Regions from separate parts of the Mus musculus genome. Here regions 1 and 3 are each linked to region 2. Evidence: chromatin contacts called from public HiCAR-type and promoter capture Hi-C data. All regions are on one chromosome and are shown on one strand. The core of a region is the stretch at or near the end of the contact, and the rest is flanking DNA. Distances in the headings are between cores, read along the strand shown.

What was found. Promoter capture Hi-C pulls out the DNA fragments that hold promoters and counts their contacts. HiCAR-type assays count read pairs that join an accessible place to other places.
Region 1: a contact with region 2 is called in a HiCAR-type map of astrocytes, with 2.3 times the contacts expected there. The contact joins the promoter of Bbs5 here to the promoter of Gorasp2 in region 2. A contact is called at or near these places in 1 of 39 promoter capture datasets (the 3T3-L1 cell line), 1 of 15 datasets of contacts at CTCF or cohesin (embryonic stem cells), 3 of 484 Hi-C or Micro-C datasets (B cells and cortical neurons), 3 of 115 datasets of contacts at active chromatin or transcription factors (astrocytes, embryonic forebrain and stem cell-derived neural progenitor cells) and 1 of 9 other capture datasets (liver).
Region 3: a contact with region 2 is called in a promoter capture Hi-C map of second pharyngeal arch cranial neural crest. The contact joins the promoter of Rapgef4 here to the promoter of Gorasp2 in region 2. A contact is called at or near these places in 4 of 39 promoter capture datasets (the HPC-7 cell line, cranial neural crest, frontonasal cranial neural crest and 1 more).

Annotation. Positions count from the first base shown.
Region 1 is chr2:69,645,433-69,648,872 of GRCm38.p6, forward strand. It overlaps Bbs5 (Bardet-Biedl syndrome 5 (human)), which reads left to right and starts at 1,739. Exons shown (of 12, transcript NM_028284.3): 1 at 1,739-1,910. The coding sequence starts at 1,852.
Region 2 is chr2:70,659,974-70,662,969 of GRCm38.p6, forward strand. Gorasp2 (golgi reassembly stacking protein 2) reads left to right here and starts at 1,536. Exons shown (of 10, transcript NM_027352.4): 1 at 1,536-1,787. The coding sequence starts at 1,725.
Region 3 is chr2:71,979,327-71,982,556 of GRCm38.p6, forward strand. It overlaps Rapgef4 (Rap guanine nucleotide exchange factor (GEF) 4), which reads left to right and starts at 1,889. Exons shown (of 31, transcript NM_001204165.1): 1 at 1,889-2,025. The coding sequence starts at 1,961.

The DNA of each region.
Region 1 (3,440 bases), core at 489-2,988, 1.0 Mb before region 2:
TGGTGGTAACACACACAAGTATTCAAGTTCCAATTCACCAAACTGTATACATTCTTTTCAAAATACCATTCGTACTTCAATAAAACTAGAAGAAATATATTTCAATCAATATTGACTCACATTATTAAACAGAGTAAAAAAAAATTGCTTTGAGATACGAGTCTTACTCGAAAGACTGCCCTGCCTAGCCTAGAACTTACTAGTAGGCCAGGCAAGCTTTGAACTCACAAAGATCTGTCTGCCTCTTTCTCCCAAGTGCTGTATTAAAGATGTGTGCCATTGGGGGCTGGTGAGATGGCTCAGTGGGTAAGAGCACCCGACTGCTCTTCCGAAGGTCCAGAGTTCAAATCCCAGCAACCACATGGTGGCTCACAACCATCCGTAACAAGATCTGACTCCCTCTTCTGGTGTGTCTGAAGACAGCTACAGTGTACTTACATATAATAATAAATAAATAAGTCTTTAAAAAAAAAAAAAAAAAAAAAAGATGTGTGCCATTACTTCCAGCAGCATACCAAATCCCATGTCACCTTTTTTTAAAGGTGAGCATGGTGGTTCACACTGCAATCCTAGTACTCAGGAGGCTGAGCAGGAAGATGAACGTTAACAGGATTTGAATAATATAATAAATCCTAAAACCAAAACACCATAGTGCATTAAACAAGTAGCTGGGTAGAGAGGCTCTAATCCCAGCATTCTGGAGCTGAGGTGGGAGGGTTGATGGGAGTTCAAAGCCGCTACATCGTAAGTTTCAGGCCAGTTTGGCCCACAAGTGAAACCCTGTCTTGGAGAATACAAACAGCAAATGAAGTGTTCTGTGTGCTTACATACTCAGTTATACATAATGTGAACCCGTGACCCAGCTAGAGTTTAAAAGGCAAGTGTTTTCACGTCACTCTGCTTATGGAACCATGAGAGGCTCCTGAGTATGCCCAGGAGACCCCAGATCACTCTTTGTGAAGCAGTAATTTATTTAACGTGTTACTTGTTTATTGATAATTTTCATATAGTAAAAGAAAGCCATTTGATTCGTTTAAAAATATATAAAGTATGTTTATAATCCCAGTATTAGGGAAACTGAAGCTGTTACATTTCGAGGCCAGTCTGGGCCACAAAGGGAGACCATGTCAAAAAAAAAAAAAAGAAAGAAAAAGAAAGAAAGAAAGGAAGGAAGGAAGGAAGGAAGGAAGGAAGGAAGGAAGAAAGGAAGAAAGGAAGAAAGGAAAGGGGGAGGGGGAAGGGGAGAAGGGGGAGAGGGAGGAGAGACAGAGACATAGTTTATCTTGTACTCTGTGCTGCACATTGATCAATGCGGTGAACTTTAAGAATCAGGTGTCTACGTTTTGTTTGCTCACAATAGAGGGACCCCAGAGCTGATTTGTGAAATAGGACGCAAGGGCTGGCACTATACGAATCTAGGGAAGCAATGGTTCTGACCAGATGTAGTAGGACCTCTAACAGGTTCTGAGCCTCGGGCTGGAATGTAGCCAGAGATCCAGGCCACCAGGGTATGGGAGGTGGGCAGGGTCAGAGCCCCATCAAACCAGTAATGTAATTTGATGAAGTTAAGATTTCTAAATGGTGTAGGAAAACAGCAGGAAAGCTGAAATGGCTAAAGTTCTGCGCAGAGAACAGAGAGGTGACTCAGAAGTGAAGCAGCTTCCCAGCCACCCGCCTCAACAAGACCAAATGACGCAAACGGGCTGGGAAAAGAGCGCACACTACCTGGTGGAAGCTTGGGCCCCGGCGCCCGCCGTAGATGTCGTGACAAAGCCGGCGCGTTGCCTTGGCGCCCATAAGACGCCGCCGAGCAGCCACTGTGGATTTCATCGGCGAGCTCCCTCGGTCACCATGTCTGTGCTGGACGTGTTGTGGGAGGACCGCGACGTGCGCTTCGACGTGTCCTCGCAGTGAGTCTCAGGATGCGCTGAGACCCCGTGACTATGGTCCCCTGCGGTCTTCGGCCCTGCCCTGGCCAGCGGCCTATCTCAGTGTGCGCCCATCAAGGCTGTGACCCTCCGCGTCCTGCGGTGGAGGGGACATAGGGCAGGGATTCCGGAAAGCAGGGTTCTAGAACAAAATCCGGAATAGCATTGCACACTACGGGCCTCTGCACGGTTGGCGTGTCTGTAAAATGAGGGCGGTGGGAGTGAGAATTCTCCAAAACTCCCGACCACGCAAAGCTTGTGTCGGAGCTAAGATTTCATTTAGTCCTTATCTAAATCTTTGAGAGCTTGTTATAAAGAAGCCCTGTTTGTGGGGGAATATGCTTAAAAGAGGAGATGGTTAAAAACCCTTCCTGCCCAGAAATCAGGGAGGGGGTCGCTGAGATCGTGATGGAAAACATAGAAGCTGAAGTTCTTGGATCAATAACTACACGGCGCCTCAGCTGCTTCCTAATGGTGCTTTATCATGAGCACTGTCTCCTAAAATAGAAAAAATGAGATATTGGTACATTTCTCAGTCTTTGTAGTAACTGGATGCCTAACATAGTATTCGTTCCTTTTGGAAGTTGAGGGAGGAGGTATTTGTGAAATTACAAAGTACAGTAACTCATTACACACCTTCTATGGCTTTCCCTGTAGTTCAGGGAGTGCCGTGGGTCTTAATCCAGACGAACCCTGTTTTCATGAACATTTTCAGTTTACAGACATCTGTCTCAAAAATCAAGACAGGAAAATAAGAGGGGTTGATTATCACACACCCTTCCTCATTCTAGTGCAGGAGAGTAGTCGTCACACAGCTAACTCAAAGGATCAAACGAGCCTGTGGAGATAGAGTGCTTTCTGTGCGCATCATTCACAGTGGAGGTCAGAAGTTAATTTGCAAAGCCGGGCGTGGTGGTGCACGCCTTTAATCCCAGCACTCGGGAGGCAGAGGCAGGTGGATTTCTGAGTTCGAGGCCAGCCTGGTCTACAGAGTGAGTTCCAGGATCAGCCAGGACTGTACAGAGAAACCCTGTCTCGAAAAACCAAAAAAAAAAAAAAAAAGAAGAAGAAGAAGAAGAAGAAGTTAACTTGCAGAAGTCGATTCTCTCCTCTGACTGTGTGGGTCCCAGGGATGACAGACACTCAGGTCATCAAACTTGGTGGTAGCCACCTTTACTCGCTGACCCACTCACTACCCTCCTGAGGATACACCTCATACAACCCTTTTAAAAACCATCCTCTCCGTAACCGCCCGACGACCTTCCTCTACTTAGAAACCTCTGGGGGTTGTCCACCACTGTCCACAGATAAGGCCTATACTTATCATCCTGCAGTCTCAGGTTCTTTGACTCTTCTCCATAGTTACACTTCTCTCCCTAGTCAGTGCCCTTTCTTCAGAGCCATGTCCCTTCTGTTCCTCTTTTTCAGTCATGCATCCTTTGCTCTTTTCCATTTAGTTATCCAAGACTCCGCTTCTGGTCCTAGCTGACTCTCAAGTGGCCCTGGTCTGTT
Region 2 (2,996 bases), core at 286-2,785:
AAATCTAATATTCTAGCAACCATATTCAAGTTTCTCCAATTGCACCAAAAATGCCATTTACAAGCCAGGCACAGTGGCATATCTCAGCTACTCAGAAGGCTGAGGCAGGAGAGTCACTGGGAATCAGGGATTTAAGACTAGTCAGGAGAACACAGCAAGATCCCAGCTCTCTCTCTCTCTCTCTCTCTCTCTCTCTCTCTCTCTCTCTCTCTGTGTGTGTGTGTGTGTGTGTGTGTGTGTGTGTGTGTGTCTACACTGAGGCTGGAAGAGGGTGCTAGATCCCTTCGAGCTGAAGCTATAAGCATTATAGACAGTCTATTGTCGGTGCTGGGATCTGAATTCCCATTGACATGACTGAGCAGCCAACACTTTTAACCCGTAAGCCTCCTTCCTCTTCAGCCCTAGGAATTTTTTCAGATTGGCCTTCTGTTAGCTTTTTGTCAATGACAAAAAAACGACTTAAAGGAGAAAGAAAGATTTGTTTGGCTTGTAGTTTCAGTCCATAGCTGTTGGCTCCATTATTTTGGCAAAGCTGTTCATCTCGGGGCAGCTGTGAGGCAAAGAGAGAAAGTAAGCGGCAGGGTTCTACTCCCTACTTTAAGGACAGACTCCAACTTCCTTCTACAAGGTCCATCCCTTCAAGGTTCCTCCACCTCCACAGGCTAGGGACTATGAAACCTCTGGGCTTCACTCCAGATCCCAATGCAAGCTCTTCCTGGTATTTCTTAGTTTTGTCTATGGGTATCTCTTTCAGTCCAGTCTTCTTAATTTCATATGATTCTGATTCCATATGGCGAACTGGTCAGCTGTCGGGAAGAAAGGTCCCCGTACTGTATTCCCCTGGCTCTTTAGAGCACCACTCATTTGCTCCTCTACCTATCCTTTAAACTAGACTATCTAACTGGTGGCGTGTTGGGTTAACTATGAAAAACCATTTGGGACTAGAATACTTCAGAACCCTTAATAATAGCTCACACTGCAAAACACCAAAGACAGTCAACACCTGGATGGGACACCATTACTGAAAGTCAAACTATAGCATGGGGAGGAGACGGGGCAGGGAACACTGAGAGGGGTGCAGTGGGGCAACAGGCAAAATTCCAAGGAAATCCAACCCCTGCCCCTCGCTCCTGCGTAGCTCCGTAGTGTTCTATCAGGACGAGAAGAAAAACAACAAAACAGTAACCGCTTTTATTTCAGGGAACACTGCTCTTTATAAACGTGAGCTGAGAATACCTGATATTCCAACCCCAGAAAGGCACTGTGAACTATCCTCAGGTATACAATCTTATTAAACAAGACCTAAAACAAAGCAAGCGCCAGGCGTGCTCGGCATCTGCTCCCTTCCTCTCTGGCCTCTGGTCACCAGGAGGCGCTGCGACCAAATACCCTTCTGCGAAGGTAGAAACGCGCCGAGATAAGTCTTGTCTGCTCCGGGGCCCCGTAGCGAGCCGTCGCGTTCCGGGCTGTCTTTCCGCTTTCTCGCGCTCCCTGCCTCCGCCCGCTGCGCTCTTCCGATCGTTCCCTCCGGCTCCCGTCAGGGGGCGCTGTCTGCGGCGTGGCAGCGGCCGTGGCTGCCGGGCGACGATCTCCCGGCGGGCTGTGCGGCCCGGCTCGGGCTGCTGCAAGTGCCACGTCCCAAGAGCTACGCGGAGTCGCCAAGCGGGCGGTGCGCGAGGCGGAGCAGCGCTGAGCCGGCCGGGTCGTACGGATCGCCCGCCGCCATGGGCTCCTCGCAGAGCGTCGAGATCCCGGGCGGCGGCACCGAGGGCTACCACGTTTTGCGGGTAAGGCCCGGGGGGACGCCGGGGCGGCCAGGCCCGAGTCCGCGGAGCACCCTGGGCGCGGCTGCCGGCGACGTGGCCCGGGACCCACCACCCTGGCTCCTGGCCCTCCGCACGGCCTCGCCGCGCACTGGCCTGAGCTTCAGAGTTAGGAAGAGCAAGGGGCGCCGCCTCCAGAAGGAGCCGGAACCCGTACCTGTGTTCTCGGGGAGGGTGACGGAGCCACAGGCTAAGCGGAGATGTCACGACCGGTGTCGGTTCATCTCGGCTACCCCTGGATGCTTGCAAGGGCCACCTGGACAGGGAAAGGAGCACGAACGGCCTCGGGCTAGATTTGACAGACTTAAATTTAGTTGATTTTTGATAGGACTTTTCCGTTCCGGGTCGCTCCTGACCCTTCCAGATCTCTCCAACATTTCCTGGAGGAGAGGAACTTCCGTTCTTCTTTCTAAGATGAAATAGTCGGGGAGATTGAGGTTTAGGTCCGCGGAGGAGAGTTTCCAAAATAGCCAGGCTTGATGAGGAAACGCAGCGCCAGACACCAGGGGTCAAAGACACATCCGCCTGTGAACGGTCCTTTCCTCGTGGAACCAGGAATGTGGTGACACCTGTGTGAGTGCTAACATGGGCTGTGAACAGAGTGGCCTCAGTCTGCATCGCCATTTAGGGACAATCTTCTCTGAGAGTGTGCTTGCTTACCTTCATTTTCTGCCCTGGGTCGCATGTTCTGAATGAGATAACGTTTTAAAATAGCCCAGATACCTGAACGATAGGACTGTGATTGGTCACCTGGTTGTCGGGATTGTGGTTGTCTCTCCATTCCACTCAAAAGAGACTTTTGAAGCCCTTGTTTTTCCAGGGTGTTTCTTCATATGCCATATTACTTTCCTATTTCCTTCAGCTAACCAAACTCCTAAATCCCACACTAATAGGAAACACAGGAGAAAGAACTGCTTCATCCCGGGTTCGTAGGAAAATTAATGGCGATGCTTTTTCATCTGGTCTGATTCTGAGTTGACTCATGTGAGGTGTATTATCCTGTTACTTGCAGATTCTGAGTGTGGCCATGAACCCTTAGGGAGCTGCAGTATTTTTATTATAATAAACACCCAGGGAAACCTAGTAAGACACATTAGTGTTAATGAGTAGGAAAAAAAAATAGTCTTTAGGGTCTTAGATGGATCTTCATGTCAACAGAACTTCAGTTTAATG
Region 3 (3,230 bases), core at 639-3,138, 1.3 Mb after region 2:
ACCCTGGGTCCTTTGTGGTCCTCCCTGTCCTGGTGACTCACTGACGCCTACCTCCAGCCGTGCATGGAGGCTCACATGCTCTGAACGAGCTAATCTAATCGTTGTTGGTGCTCCTTCTAGGTAGTAGTTAAATAATTCTGCTTGTCCTTAGAGGTAAGTCAGTGCTCCCACAAAACAAACAAAGGCCTTGCACTTTATGAGACAGATCTTAAAATGCTTTGCATATGTGGAGGACTTTTGGAGACCTTATCCATGACAAGCAGCCCCTAAGTGTCCTCCTTTGCTAGTTAATAGTCTCCCTCAAAATAGAATTTGCACTATTTTGTTCCATTTTTCTTTAGTGTCCCTTGTGGAGTCTTCTCGTCCCTCTGTCCCTGCCTCTCAGACTGACCCCCAGACTAAATGAGAATGATGACAGGTGATATATTGTCTTTTATTCCTCTGGCTCCTCACCTCTAAGTATTCTCTGAGGCATTTGGAGCAAGCGTTCAGTAACCTTGAAATGTCCCAATAGCTCAGATACCTTTATAAACAAAAAATATTTAGAAGACATGTCTCCTTCACACCATATAAGATGACACCTTTGGAAGTCTTTATGTGGTATAATATGTTAAGAGATATTTATGGTAAATAATAGAGATTAACGGAATGAAACTCAGCTGAGGGACAAGCCCAGAACAGGGAGTTTCTGCTGAAAACACTTGGTTGTGGGTCTGAAACCAGATCCTGTCTATTGAACATGGGGAAATGGAAAATTTTTCTGGAGAGATTTAAGGTCAAGGTTGTTGTAAGAGAATCAAAGCATCCCAGAAGGCACAGGCTGTTTCCTGCTCCCCAGTCTCCCTGCATCGGCCCTAAATGGGCGGTGTGTGTAGGGACAGTAGCAAATGATCGAGGATAAAGCCCTGTTCCGTTCCACCCATGCCTATTCCTAAGTGTATGTCACAAATATCGAAACAGCGCTTGATAGGAGTCCAACAGATTTAACTTGTCCCCAAATTCCTGAACAACGGTCCATGTAAATTTATTTCTTTTTATTTTTTTATTTTTTGGCAGGGTATAACTGAACGACTTCTAGGCATAACACTTACAGTGAACACCTACAGGAAGACAGGCAGCTGTGGCCACCCTCCGCACTGAACCTGGGAAGAGGAAGGCTGTGGGAGAGTAGAGGCTAACCACCCAAGTTCATGGAGTGCCCAGGAACTTGGCTTCCAGGCCTGAAACCTTAGTTCTGCATGGGTCTCAGGGATATCCCATTCTTAATTGCTTCTTTTTGTCGTGGTTGGGACATGGAGTCCAAGTAAGTCTGAGGTTCAAGGCCAGTGACTTCAGTTTGCACCCCCTTTTAATCCTCTGGTCTCCTGGGTCCTTTGCTTCAGACTGTCTCTGTTTTTCCCAGCCCCCAACGCCCCTCAACCTTCCGAATCATTTATCCTTTGGGGTCCACATCAAGAGACCATGATGTCCCCCACCCCCACCTCATCGCAAGCCTTCCCAGCCCTGCCCTCTCTCATCCCAATTTAAACAGCAGACTGTAAAGGTGAGCTGGGATCAGCTAGCAAGTTTTGACAGCCACCGAGGAGGACTAATGGGTTTCTAAGGAAACGGAGAGGCAGCAGCCATTTTAGTGGCATTTGCTGTACGAAAAATATATAGAGTCTGACATCCCCTCCCCACGCGCAACCGGGTGGCATCGCAGCAGAACTCCCCCTTCTTCCCTCCCCCGAGGTGAGGGTAGACGCGGGCCTGGCGGAGCGGGGCACCTGCCGCAGGTGTCGTGGGGTCGCCGCTCCTGGCGGGCGGGCGGGGCGGCTGGGCTCCCACGCGGGCGCCGCAGTGCAGCGCGGGCCTCGCGCCTGGCCCGCCCCTCGGTCCCCGCCCCGCAGGCCGCGGGAGCCCGCCGGGAGGCGCGCGGGAGGTGGCCGCGGCCCGGGGCCACCGCGCGCTGCTGCCCAACATGGTCGCTGCGCACGCTGCACACTCTCAGTCCTCGGCCGAGTGGATCGCCTGCCTGGATAAAAGGTACGTGGGGTGGGGTGCGGGATCTGGGTCGCGGGGGTCCACTCGTGGGGTGCCACCTGCGGGAGAGCATTCCACGTGCCGGGAACAGAATGCGGCGCCGTGGGGGACAAGGTGCCAGCCTGCCCTGGTCCCCTTCCGCCCCGCTGCGACTCCACGCTCCATTCATGGGTGGGTGGGTGGGTGGTTTCCAATGGGCACTAAGACCAGGGAGGGTACATACATGCGAGCTTCAGGCTGTCCAGACCCTCAGGGAGAATGTCATTTAAGTTTCCAGGAGGGGCGGGGAGAAGGGGGGTATTCATGCAGGTGCAGTCACCTTTTTTGTTTCCGGAAAACCAAGTGTTAGGGACTCAGTGGAGCTGTCAAGTCCCTTGCTGAAATCCACAGCCCTCTTCCCGCGGGCGCTCTCTCAAGGTCTGTGTTAGGAAGGTCACCGGAGGCGTCTTAATCTTCTGCAGAAAAGACCCTCACTCTAAAGAGAAATTTAAACCGCAGAGAGTGCTGGCTCTCGCCAGCCTCTGATGAAGGTGCCGTGGGTGACAACACACTGCAGTTGTTTCTAGGCTCTGTCGGTGGAATTTTCTGTTTGTCCAGATTGCAAATTTAACAGTAAACATTACACAGTATGTTAGCAATTATAGTTTATTACCCTAAGGAGAAAGGTGATGCATCTGAACTTTGAAAGAAACAAGCAAACGCCTTGCAGCGTGACCAGCCTCTGAGTCCCAGAGTTTGGTGCCAAAGGCCAGTGATTCACATCCTTCAGCAATCTGCATGATATCCGAATTGCATTTGTGGGAATTATTTTGTGCTCTGCCATATTGAAAATTTTTCAATGAACAGATTTGTGACCGGATCAAACTTGAGGATCTGAAGAGTGGCCGGCTGTGCCTGTTCCACTATTGTAGGCCTTTGATGGAAAGATATTAACTAACTGAAAAGAGCTAAATGAACTCATTTGAATAACTTAATGTGATAAACATTCTCGATTTTTAGTTACTACACAGTAGCAAGAATATTTTTGGCAGGCATTGCCCCATTTCTGACTAAAATGGTATGTTCTAATATTAGAGAAATTATATGCAGTAAACAGTAAGACAATTGAAGAGATGGTTAAGTCATACAGAATTCTGTGGAGGAATTAAAGGCACATTTAAGCCAAGAGCTTGCTAATGTGATCAGTAATCTAAATTTAATACTTTAGG